Regions from separate parts of the Mus musculus genome. Here region 1 is linked to region 2. Evidence: chromatin contacts called from public Micro-C data. All regions are on one chromosome and are shown on one strand. Each heading gives the region's core, a stretch centred on a gene start, on an enhancer-like site or on the middle of the called end of the contact. The rest is flanking DNA. Distances are from core to core; before and after follow the strand shown. Region 1 holds the start of Cbx7 (chromobox 7). Region 2 holds the start of Tmem184b (transmembrane protein 184b).

Region 1 (4,926 bases), core at 2,328-4,827, 530 kb before region 2:
GATGCCACAGTAGTGACTTATCCAGAAGTCCTGAGTTCCATTCCCAGGAACCATATGGCGGCTCACAACCATTTGTAATGGAATTTAATGCCCCTATTCTGTCTGATGCTCTCTTCTGTCAGGCAGGCACATGTGCAAACAGAGCACTTATTTACATAAATAAATAGATTTTAAAAATAAATAAATAAAAGGAAAAGTTACACATTTCAGAAAATCAGATCGATTTAAGACCCTTGCAGAGGGTGGTTACAGTCTGTAAAGGAGGGCACCCTGGGGTGGACTTGGTTTAGAGTAAGCCCGCCTCCCTAGGGGGTGGTCCTTTAGCCGAAGAGATTGAACCAGCTGGACTGGAATTGTAAGCCTCCACTGAAGCTGGAGACTCAGTTTTCTTGACCCGGAGTTGAGTGTGTGCTTTTCCTACTCTTATAGTCTGGCTGGCCCAGTGTGCACCCGGCCGTCCATCGCCAGCAGATGCCTCCCGCAGCTCAGGCACTAGAGAGGAAATTTGTGGTACATTTTTTTTCCCTTGGTACCTTCACAGGGAGTGAACCATTTCCTTGGGAATAAACCATTCCCTTGTGGTTCTAATTTACTTTGATTTAAAAAAAAAAAAAAAAAAAAAAAAAGCTGGGCTTGGTGGCAATCCTGTAATCCAGAGGCTGGAGGCCAGTGACCGTCACATTCCACACTTAGCTCACCAGGGAGGGGGCCCATTAATCTTTATTCCTCATTGGAATGATTTTTTTTTTTTTTGTAAATGGCTTCCTCATATAATCAAGATTTCCAATACTCTGTAGATTCTTCACTTTTTTATCCTTGGTGTTAGCTAGTTGTATTCTCTCTCTCTCTCTCTCTCTCTCTCTCTCTCTCTCTCTTCTTGGTTATTTTTCCCAGAGGATTGTCAACACTGTTAAATCCTTTCTAAAGAAATAAAATAAAAATCCCAGCACTCTGGAGGCAGAGGCCGGCAGACTCTGTGAGTTCCAGGCCAGCCTGGTCCACAGAGTGAGTTCCAGTACAGCCAGGGCTACACAGAAACCTTGTCACTAAAAACCAAAAGAAGAAAAGAAGGAAAACTGTAGAAGCTGTAGAAAAGTCCATTAGTCAAGGTTACAAATCTCGTTAAAATTTCCGGTCTCTTACGGTCTCTTACTATTTTTCTGCTGGTCTGTTGAGGGCGGGGAGTAAACCTCTGACTCTAATTTGTGGATTCCTGTGGTTTTGTGTGTGTGTGTGTGTGTGTGTGTGTGTGTGTGTGTGTGTGTGTGTGTGTGTTCTTCCCCCACCCCTTCAGCTGTGGTGTTTTGCATGCCAATTCGAAGCCTTTCTCCTGGTAAAGCGGTCCCTTTATTTAGAAGGGGCTTCCTTTGTGTTTGTGATGCGTTTTTTCCCTCATATTTAAATGGCCCCGCCAGCGCCAGTCTCCATCCGGTTACTATCCCTCCTTTACAAACACCCCTTTCGTATTTACTTTGTGCAAACTGCATCAGCTGGGCAATTTCATGCAGCTTCATTTTTTTTTTTAATTGGCCCCAGTATTAGTTCCCTACGTTTACTGAATCACAGAACATTTGAACTTAAATCATGTGTTTATTTTTCTCTCTTCTTGCTTGGTTGCTTTTCTTGGTGTTTCTAACCTTGGCAACTTGTATTCTTAACGGATTTTTTTATTTTGCTCCGGGGTGTGTGTAAGGATATTAGAATACTTGAACTCCGCTCGCTGGGGTTACTCTGCCTCTTGTTAATTTCCCATCTTTTTTTGTGGTGGGGGTCGGGGGGGGGGACGCGGTTTCTGCCTTTTTTTTTTTTTTTGCCACCAGCGTTTTCATCGTCTCTTCCTCATTGCATCAGACCTCAGACCCCTCTGTCCTCCGCCCCACCCCCAGACTTCCCTGAGCCCTGCTTGTCTTGTTCTTGGGTTGGAATTCCCCTTAGGGATAGGGGAATTTCTAGGGTCTGTATTCGTAAATATCTTCATTGTACATTTGTTCTTAGTAGATGTTTCCATGGAATATTATAGTTCTCGGATGGTGGTAATTTTCTCTGGGGACAGGGACATGTCATCCCCTGCCTTCTGGCTTCCTTTGCACTTGATTTGAAAAAAAAAAAAAAAAAGCTCAGGTGCCAATGTAACATTCTTTTTCTCTTTTTTTTCTTCGCCAGACATAGGTGCTTAGAGTTTATTCTAAGAATAGGGAACCCCAGAATGCTTCTAAGCACTGAGTGACTCGGTCGGGTCTGGTGGTAGAAAGCGCACTGCGATCACTGGGCCCCGTGGGGGAGGGGATTGTTGCTAAGAATCCAGGCTGTGGGGGGTGGTGATGTTGAGGGGGAAGCCCTGAGTCTCCTCCAGAAGGTCAGAACAGCAGGAATTAGGAGGAAATGGGAGGAGTTGGGGACGACTCGGACCTGTCCTCAACAATGCCGAAAACTGAAAAGGCTTGGTGCTGGCTCCGGGGTGAGGACTTTTTTCCTTCCACATTTAGTTGAGGCAAACGGTCAGCAAACCAAGGGCGAGGTGGAAAAACCACTGGAGTCCAGGCTGTTGTGGGATCTGCAGACGGCAAAAGTGGGTCTCCACCTGCGACGAGGTGTTAGCAGCGCCTAGCCTGGTCCCTCAGGGAAGGGCGCTCGCGGTGCGTTTTCGCATCACCTACTAAGACTGGTTTGGGTTGATGGGTGGAAGCGTGCTTGGAGCGGGGGACTCAGAGGCACCTGTTCAGGCCTGCTTAGACTACGTACTCCGGGTGGAAAGCTTTGCTGTCTGTCCCTCCTGCCGCGCGGACCCGGCCGGACCTTGTCTCCTTTGTAGGAAAGGAAACTGGCTGTCCTAAAATTCACTGTTTTGAACAAAGTGGCCTCGAACTCATAATGATATGCCTGGCTCTACCTCCCGAGTGCTGGGATTAAAGGCATAAAGTACTACCTCCAACTTTAAAGGTTTTGTCTTATTTCTGAATAAATACTTATGTGTATGAGTGGTTGTTAGCCTGCGTGTACGTATGTGCACACTGTGTATGAGTACATCAGAGGATAGTATGGAATTCCATGGAGCCACAGTTGTGAACCATAATGTTGGAGGTGGGAACCAACCCAGGTCCTCTGAAAGAGCAGAAGTGCTATCTCTCCAATCCTTGTTTCAATGTATTTATTTGTGACAGGGTCTTACATAGCTAAGGTTGGCCTTGAACTCCTGATCTTCCTGCCTCAGCTGTCTAAATACTGAGATTACTTGCTTGCTAATCTCGGCTTTAAGGCCACTTCATTTCGGACCTTCTCAGTCTTTAGGGGGACTTGGGAAGACTGATCACGTCCAGCCCAGAAGCCGAACTGAGAGATGGGATGGACCTTAGACTGCCAGGAGCATCAGACCTGCTGCCAGCTGCCCAATTTGGTCAGCAGGCGGGGTTAAGGAGTAGGGCGTGGCTCCGGCAGCGAGGGGGCGGAGCTGACCCTCTGGGCGCTTTCAGAGGCACGCGCGCGCGCACCCGCTCTCTGGCGCTGGGGAAAACGTTGCGCAGGTTCAAAAATGGAACGTCGGCGGCGTGAGGGAACACTAGGGGGTGTGCGCGCGTGCGCGTGCGCGCCCGGACGAGCCTGACGGGGTCCCCGCCGTCCCGAGCATCGCGCGCAGCCGCCGCGGCCCCGCAGCTCCACCCCCGGCCCAGCCCGGTCCGGTCCTGGGCCCACTCGCCCGCCGCCCCGCATGGAGCTGTCAGCCATAGGCGAGCAGGTGTTTGCGGTGGAGAGCATCCGGAAGAAGCGCGTGCGGAAGGTGAGGCTGCTCGGGGGCGGCTCCCGGGACAGGGCGAGGTTGCCTCCCGCTCCTCAGCACCGCCCACTCCAGGTTGGGCAGAGCAGAAAGTGGTGCAGGGGTGACCTGGGGACCCTGGGCTGCCTGGCGGGTCTCCACATCCTGTTCCTCACTTTCCCCACCACTATGTAGGGCCAGTAGAGTTAAAGTTGTTGCCCTCGGATGTTGGTGCATCCGAGGCCACCTGGGATGGAGATGAAGATAGGACTAGAGATCCTGAGTTCTATTCCGTCTCGTTCCCTTTACGCTCACTTTCGAGGAGACTAAAGCTCAAGTTGATGAAGCAACTTGCCAGTGCGTTAGAGTCAAAGTGAGTCTCGAACTCGGCTCTCTGGATATTTAGTACCAAGTCCTTTGAAGTTGGCCGCAGAGCTTTAGGAAAGTCTCCTGTGGCCTCTGAAGTTTTCTTATTGGACTTTGACCTTCCCGATCCCAACCCCCCAGGGCACACCTTTCTTCTCCGCTCCCATTCCTCCCCTCCCCCAACCTTCCAGCCGGGTGCTGCTGCCCTGAAGCCTGGGCCACTGTTGTTGGGACATCCTCAAAGCTCCTCCCACCTCTGCCAAGGCCTTACACTTACACACACACACACACACACACACACACACACACACACACACACACACACACACACACACCCTGAGATTTAAGGAGGTGGTTTTGCCGCGCTTAGGGCCGCACACCTCAACCTGCAGTTTCCTGTCCAGACCTCAAGTCTGCGATCTTTGTGCACGTGCTTGCTGATGGGCTCTTCCCAGAGTGAACTTGGAGCTGGCCATATGCAATGAAAAGAGTTCCTGTCCTGGATCTAAGGGAGGGTCCCCTCTCCTTTTCTCCTTGCCATCTGTTTCGGAGGCTCCTGAAGCCACCTTTTTTCCATTTGGCTTAAGTGCAGGCATGAGAGTGTCTGCTGTAGCATCCTCAGCACGGGTTCCGGTGGGCCCAAGGTAGGTGGCTTGGAGCTTGGCGATCTATTGATTAGGGCTGCTTTCTTTCCTTGCTGTTTCTCGGTACTAGACTGAAGCGGGTATAGACATCATCTCCTCTAACAAGGAACAGAGAGGTGGGTCAGACAGGGGACTCATTCGCTCAACTCAGCACTCCCAAATCTC
Region 2 (4,921 bases), core at 104-2,603:
GGGCACAGTGAGATGTTGACTATGGACTGCAGGTGAGGGGCTCAGCAATCTTACTCTGGGAAGGAGGTATTTGTCTCAGAACAATCCTGCTTCAGCTTCCCTAGTAAAGCCAGCCAAGCAAGACTTTGAAGACATGTCTGGGGAAACTGTAGCCCCAGCAGAGGGGACAGCAGGTGCAAAGGCATGGAAGCTGAATGCTTGTACTTGGTTGTAGGGAAAGCAAGAGGTCAGTGTTCAGGAAAAGGAGATGAGGCCAGGCATGCCTGCGGAGGGTGATGCTGGATCAAGGCTGTGCAGAGATCTGCAGATGTTGGCTTCATTTGGAATGGCATGAGGAACTAATTAAGGGTTTTGAGCAAAGTGCCATATAGTTCATCTTGGGTGGGTTCGTTTGTTTGTTTACTTTGGTGCAAAGAATTATATTGAGGGTCTGGTGAATGGTAAGCAAGCATTCCTCCAACGATTTGGATTTTTAAAGGAATCCCTGATTCTCACATTGGCACAGACCCGCCGAGGACAAGGTTGGAAAATCGGGCTAAGTAGATGCTCACAGTACCTGGGCAGAGCCTGGACATGACAGCAGTTCAGTAGTGTGGAGGTCAGAGTCTAGGGATACAGGATGTCTTGCCCAAGCTGATGGGACGAGGGGGAGAGGGAGGGCAGCACTCAAGGATAATACTAGACTTTCTGGCTTGAAGACTGGAAGCAGGGATTGGGGAATGCTGTGAAGAAGAAATGTGTGTGGAGGGGAAAGCAGCTGAGCCCGCTAAGTAAGAGGCGTCGGTAGACATTTGGAGCTGGAGATAAAAATAAACTTGGTTGCATATTACACATTTCAGTCATCTGGGTAAGACGAGGACCTCACAAATCAAAGTGGGGTAGGGGCTGGAATGACTCCTCTAGAATCGGTTCGTTAGGCTGCTAGGAATGAGGTGGGGCAGCTCCACTAGAGCAGTTTCATTTTGCATAACTATACAAAACGTTCCGTGGAAGTCCGTTCCACAGTCTCACACTCACCCTCCCTGTCTCAAACGTCAACTAGATTTCGTTTCACCTTCAGCGTTGGCATATACAAGGCTTTCAGAGAATTGAAACTCAAGCTAGCTCGCGAGTGTCCGGGACAGTCTGTATCCCGCGGGTCAGACTGTGCATCCCAGGACTGTGGTGGGTGGGACTGGACTAGGAAACCTGGGCCCTGGGTCTCTCGCGGTGCGTTTGCGAGTTGCAAGAGGACCTCACCATTCTCCTGACCCGAGATTGCGCGTGGTGCTTCGCAGCGCGCGGCCCCTTTAAGGCTCGGCGAGTGACCTCAGCGGCGCGCTCCGGCCCCGCCCCCGCCAGCGGCGTTCCTAGTGCGCAGGCGCGGCGCGGCGGTACCCGGCGGGGCTCGGGACGCGCCAGCGGCGGCCGAGATACCGGGCTGCGGCGCCGCCTGCTCCGCCTGCAGTCTCCAGCGCCATGGGCTCCTGAGGTACCCGGGCGGCGGATGCACGGGATGAACGGGGACCGGGCGGGGGCTGCACCTTGGGGAGAACTCCACTCTGGGGACTTCCCGCGGGGAGGCAGGGACTCGGAGGCCCCCAAGCGGCCCGTGGGTGTGCCCGCTTCGCCAGCGTGGCGGGGCCCTGAGTGTAACCGGACCTGCTCGTGGGGGAGTCGGGGTGGGCGGCGCGGGGCCCAGCCTCTTACCGATGGGACTGTGCGCACCGCGGTGGGTGTGCTGCAGCCTGGCACGACCGAACGGGGCGGGGAGACGTCGGTCCTCAGTGCAGTGGCTTTGACCTGGCCCGGTGGTCGGCCCTTGAGACGGTACATGCGTAAATGGGGGTGTGCGCGCGCTTTGCACACAGGTCAGTAGATTTGAAGGGGGATAGGGATCTGGGGCTCCCAGGATGCTGGGTGTTCAAAGGAACCCTAGAGATTGGTTTGGGTGTGTGGTGCCTGTTTGCCTGGGCACGCCCTTGGACACCTTGCTTGGATGCTTAGCTTGGGGCTAAGGAGCTCCAGGCAGTGGCAAAGCTAGGGAGTCTGGGGAACGGGCTCGGATTTTTAGTTTGTATCCTTTCTTGGAGGACTGTATGAGGCGGGACATCTCATCCCTCCCTCCTTGGAGGCCTTGGTGGGGCAAAGCAGGTGTCTGCCTGCCTGATACCTGGGTGTGAGGTGAAGGTCTATGTATTATTCATCTGGCTGCCAGGTGCTTTATGTAAGGAGAGAAGTAGCAATCTGTGCCCTGGAGGCAAGTGCTGCAGACTCAGCCAACACACACACACACACACACACACACACACACCCCACCAGCATCAGCAGCAGGGGGAGGTGCAGGTCTCCACGGTCTGGCTTTTTTGACAGGCTGTTTGCAGCATCCCTCTTCGTGTCAACAAGTTTGGTGGGCCCTTGGGCTCGGCACATCTGAGTATCTTGAGAGTTCTGTGCAGGGCCGGAGTTGGAACCCTTGGGTGTGGGAGCCCCAGAAGCTAGACTGGTGCTCACCCCGCACACAGATGTGAGGATCGAGGCATCGAAGAGCTCTCAGGTGCTTGGGGCAGAATCAGAATTGGAAAGAATCACAGGGATTCCAGAAACAGAAGACAAAAGACTGAGGAGTATGGAGGTGGATTCAGTGCTGGGGGGTGGGGGGTGGGGGGGATGGACAAGCCAGCAAAAAAAAAAAAAAAAAAAAAAAAAAAGGAAAAAGAAAAAAAAAGGCTTCAGTACAAAGGGACAGTCGAGCCAAAGCTGGGTGACTAACATTCCTCAGAGACTTCTTGCTTTCCATGTGTATTTTCCCAGTTTGTTCTCAGGGCAGCTGTGCCAATAATGTATCGGGCATAGATGTGGGTTAGGAAACTGAGGCAGCAGGTCAAGGCGGGTGGGGTGGGACGGGATGGGGATTAAGTGACTCCCTTGTCAGTGTGGGACTAGTAGGCTCTGGTAGCATCCTTCATCCCTGGGTCTTGCCCAAGTTGCCTTGTAACTTACTGAGCATCTACTATGCGCCCGGCTGAGGGCTGTCTCCCGGCCCTGCTGGCTCACTGCTCTCCCTGATGTCCCTGGAGTAGAACACAGAGGAACAGGATCTAATACCTTCTTCTAGAGGCTCCCAGTCTGCTGCGGAGGTGGACATAGATAGCGACCCCACTGGCCAGTGTGGGTGGTGGGGCTCTAAATACTCCCCTAAGAGCCATAGGTGACCTGGGCGTCCTTGTGTAATCCTGGGGGATGCCTTGTAGATTGCTCCCAGGGTGGTGGGGTTGGACTAGGGAGGAGAGAAGAGCTTCCGGGTGGGAGGGGATCAGTGGGCAGCTTGTCCTAGTTCTGTGGACCAGGCCTGTCGGCTGGCTGCTCTCTCCCATTTTTTCCCCTCTTTTGGTCCTGTGCACTGGATCGGGACCTCAGGCACTCTGGGCAGGCAGTGTGCTGCTGAGCCGTGTCCTCGGCCCTCCAGGACTCCCTGCCTTTGAGGCTTTGCTTCTGTTTGCCAGCTGGCCTGCCCAGGCCTCTCCCCAAGAGGGGCTCGGTGCTATTTCCAGTCCCGCTGTGCTCATTTCTCTCCATGTGCTCCCTGGAGTAGAAGCTGCTAGGCAAGGCAGGGCCCAGGCCTTTCTTGTTTTGAAAGTAAGTAGCAGCAGCGAATGAGACTGGGGATTTGATGTGAGTGTTGGGAAGCCTGGAGCTAGGCCCTCAGAGCTCAATGTGGGGTCTGCCCCAGGACCTTGGCTGAGGTCTTTTTGGGGGCAGCAGGTGCTTGCTGAATACCTCCTGTGTGCCATGAATTTGCTGGCCATCAGGGAAGAGAGGCCAGAGACCTGGGTTGTCCCCTGTGAAAGGCTGTGGTTGGCTGAGGTAGCCCAGCACGTGACTAATACATTTGAGACAGTGTTCTACTTGGGGTAGGGAGAGAGGGCTCTGAAGGGGCCCAGAGGACAGTAGGAAAAACAGCTCCCCTGGTAAGTTTCTTGAGCACTTACCATGTGTCAGGCACAGTTCAAAGTGCTTTCATGAGTTCCCATCCTATCCTCCACTATCCGGTGAGGTGGGGCTGCCACCTTCCCCATCACAGGTCAGTTGGTTCAATCTCCAGGCTTTTCCACTCTGACCTTCGGTATGCTCAGTGCCTTCCTGGTCCTGGAGTTAGAGATGGAGCATGGAGGAGGAGAGGAGGGTAGCAGGGGCCCCAAGCAGATGTGGAGGCCTGTCATGTCTCCCTCTCGGAGGGTTTTGGTGTGATCCCGGTGTGGTCAACAGAAAGCCTTTGAATGTTTGAGAGGAAGTGACACACACACCCTGTGTTGTGAGGCTGTATCATCACCCTGCATCTTGCTTCCTTCATTCTGGCATGTAACTCCAAGATGACCTGCCTCCTTCCTGTTTGCTGCCCCTTTGGTCCCTGGTGTCTCTTTAGTCTCTGCTCTGTTTTTCTTTTGCATATTCGGGGCTGAAGGTTACTGTGCCCCAGGCCCTGCTTTCCTGCTGGTCTCTTCTGCTCTCTGTCATTTGGCCCCACTGAACTGAAACTTCTTTGTTCTGTTTTTGTTTGTTTGTTTGTTTTTTAATTGGAGACAAGGTCTCATGTATTCCCGGCAGAACTTGAATCCACTATGTGGCTGAGGGTGACCTTGAACTTCTGACCCTCCTGCCTTTACCTCCCAATGCCTAGGATTATATAGGTAAAGTGCCCAGTTTATATGGTGCTACCACGCCAGGGTGGAATGTCAGCGGCTGAGCCAGCCCTGAACTTGTTTTCTTAAGGATTGAACCCCTGATTGTCCCAGGTCTCCTGGGCTCTTAGCTTCTCTTGTTACCTTGGGAGGTATGGTCAGTCACCCACTGTCCATGTTCTATGAACGCGGTTAGAAGGACCCAGTAGCTGGTAGTGGAGCCAGGCAAGCTGGATGCAGCCGCCTCATCTTCCTTTGAG

What was found. Hi-C and Micro-C count contacts between places; a contact is called where the count stands out from the background.
Region 1: a Micro-C map of embryonic stem cells shows a contact between it and region 2, with 6 times the contacts expected there. The contact joins the promoter of Cbx7 here to the promoter of Tmem184b in region 2. A contact is called at or near these places in 1 of 484 Hi-C or Micro-C datasets (embryonic stem cells), 1 of 115 datasets of contacts at active chromatin or transcription factors (pancreatic cancer cells) and 1 of 9 other capture datasets (adipose tissue).

What each region holds. Positions count from the first base shown.
Region 1 is chr15:79,931,297-79,936,222 of GRCm38.p6, reverse strand. Cbx7 (chromobox 7) reads left to right here and starts at 3,577. Exons shown (of 7, transcript NM_144811.3): 1 at 3,577-3,775. The coding sequence starts at 3,707.
Region 2 is chr15:79,399,735-79,404,655 of GRCm38.p6, reverse strand. Tmem184b (transmembrane protein 184b) reads left to right here and starts at 1,353. Exons shown (of 9, transcript NM_172608.1): 1 at 1,353-1,471.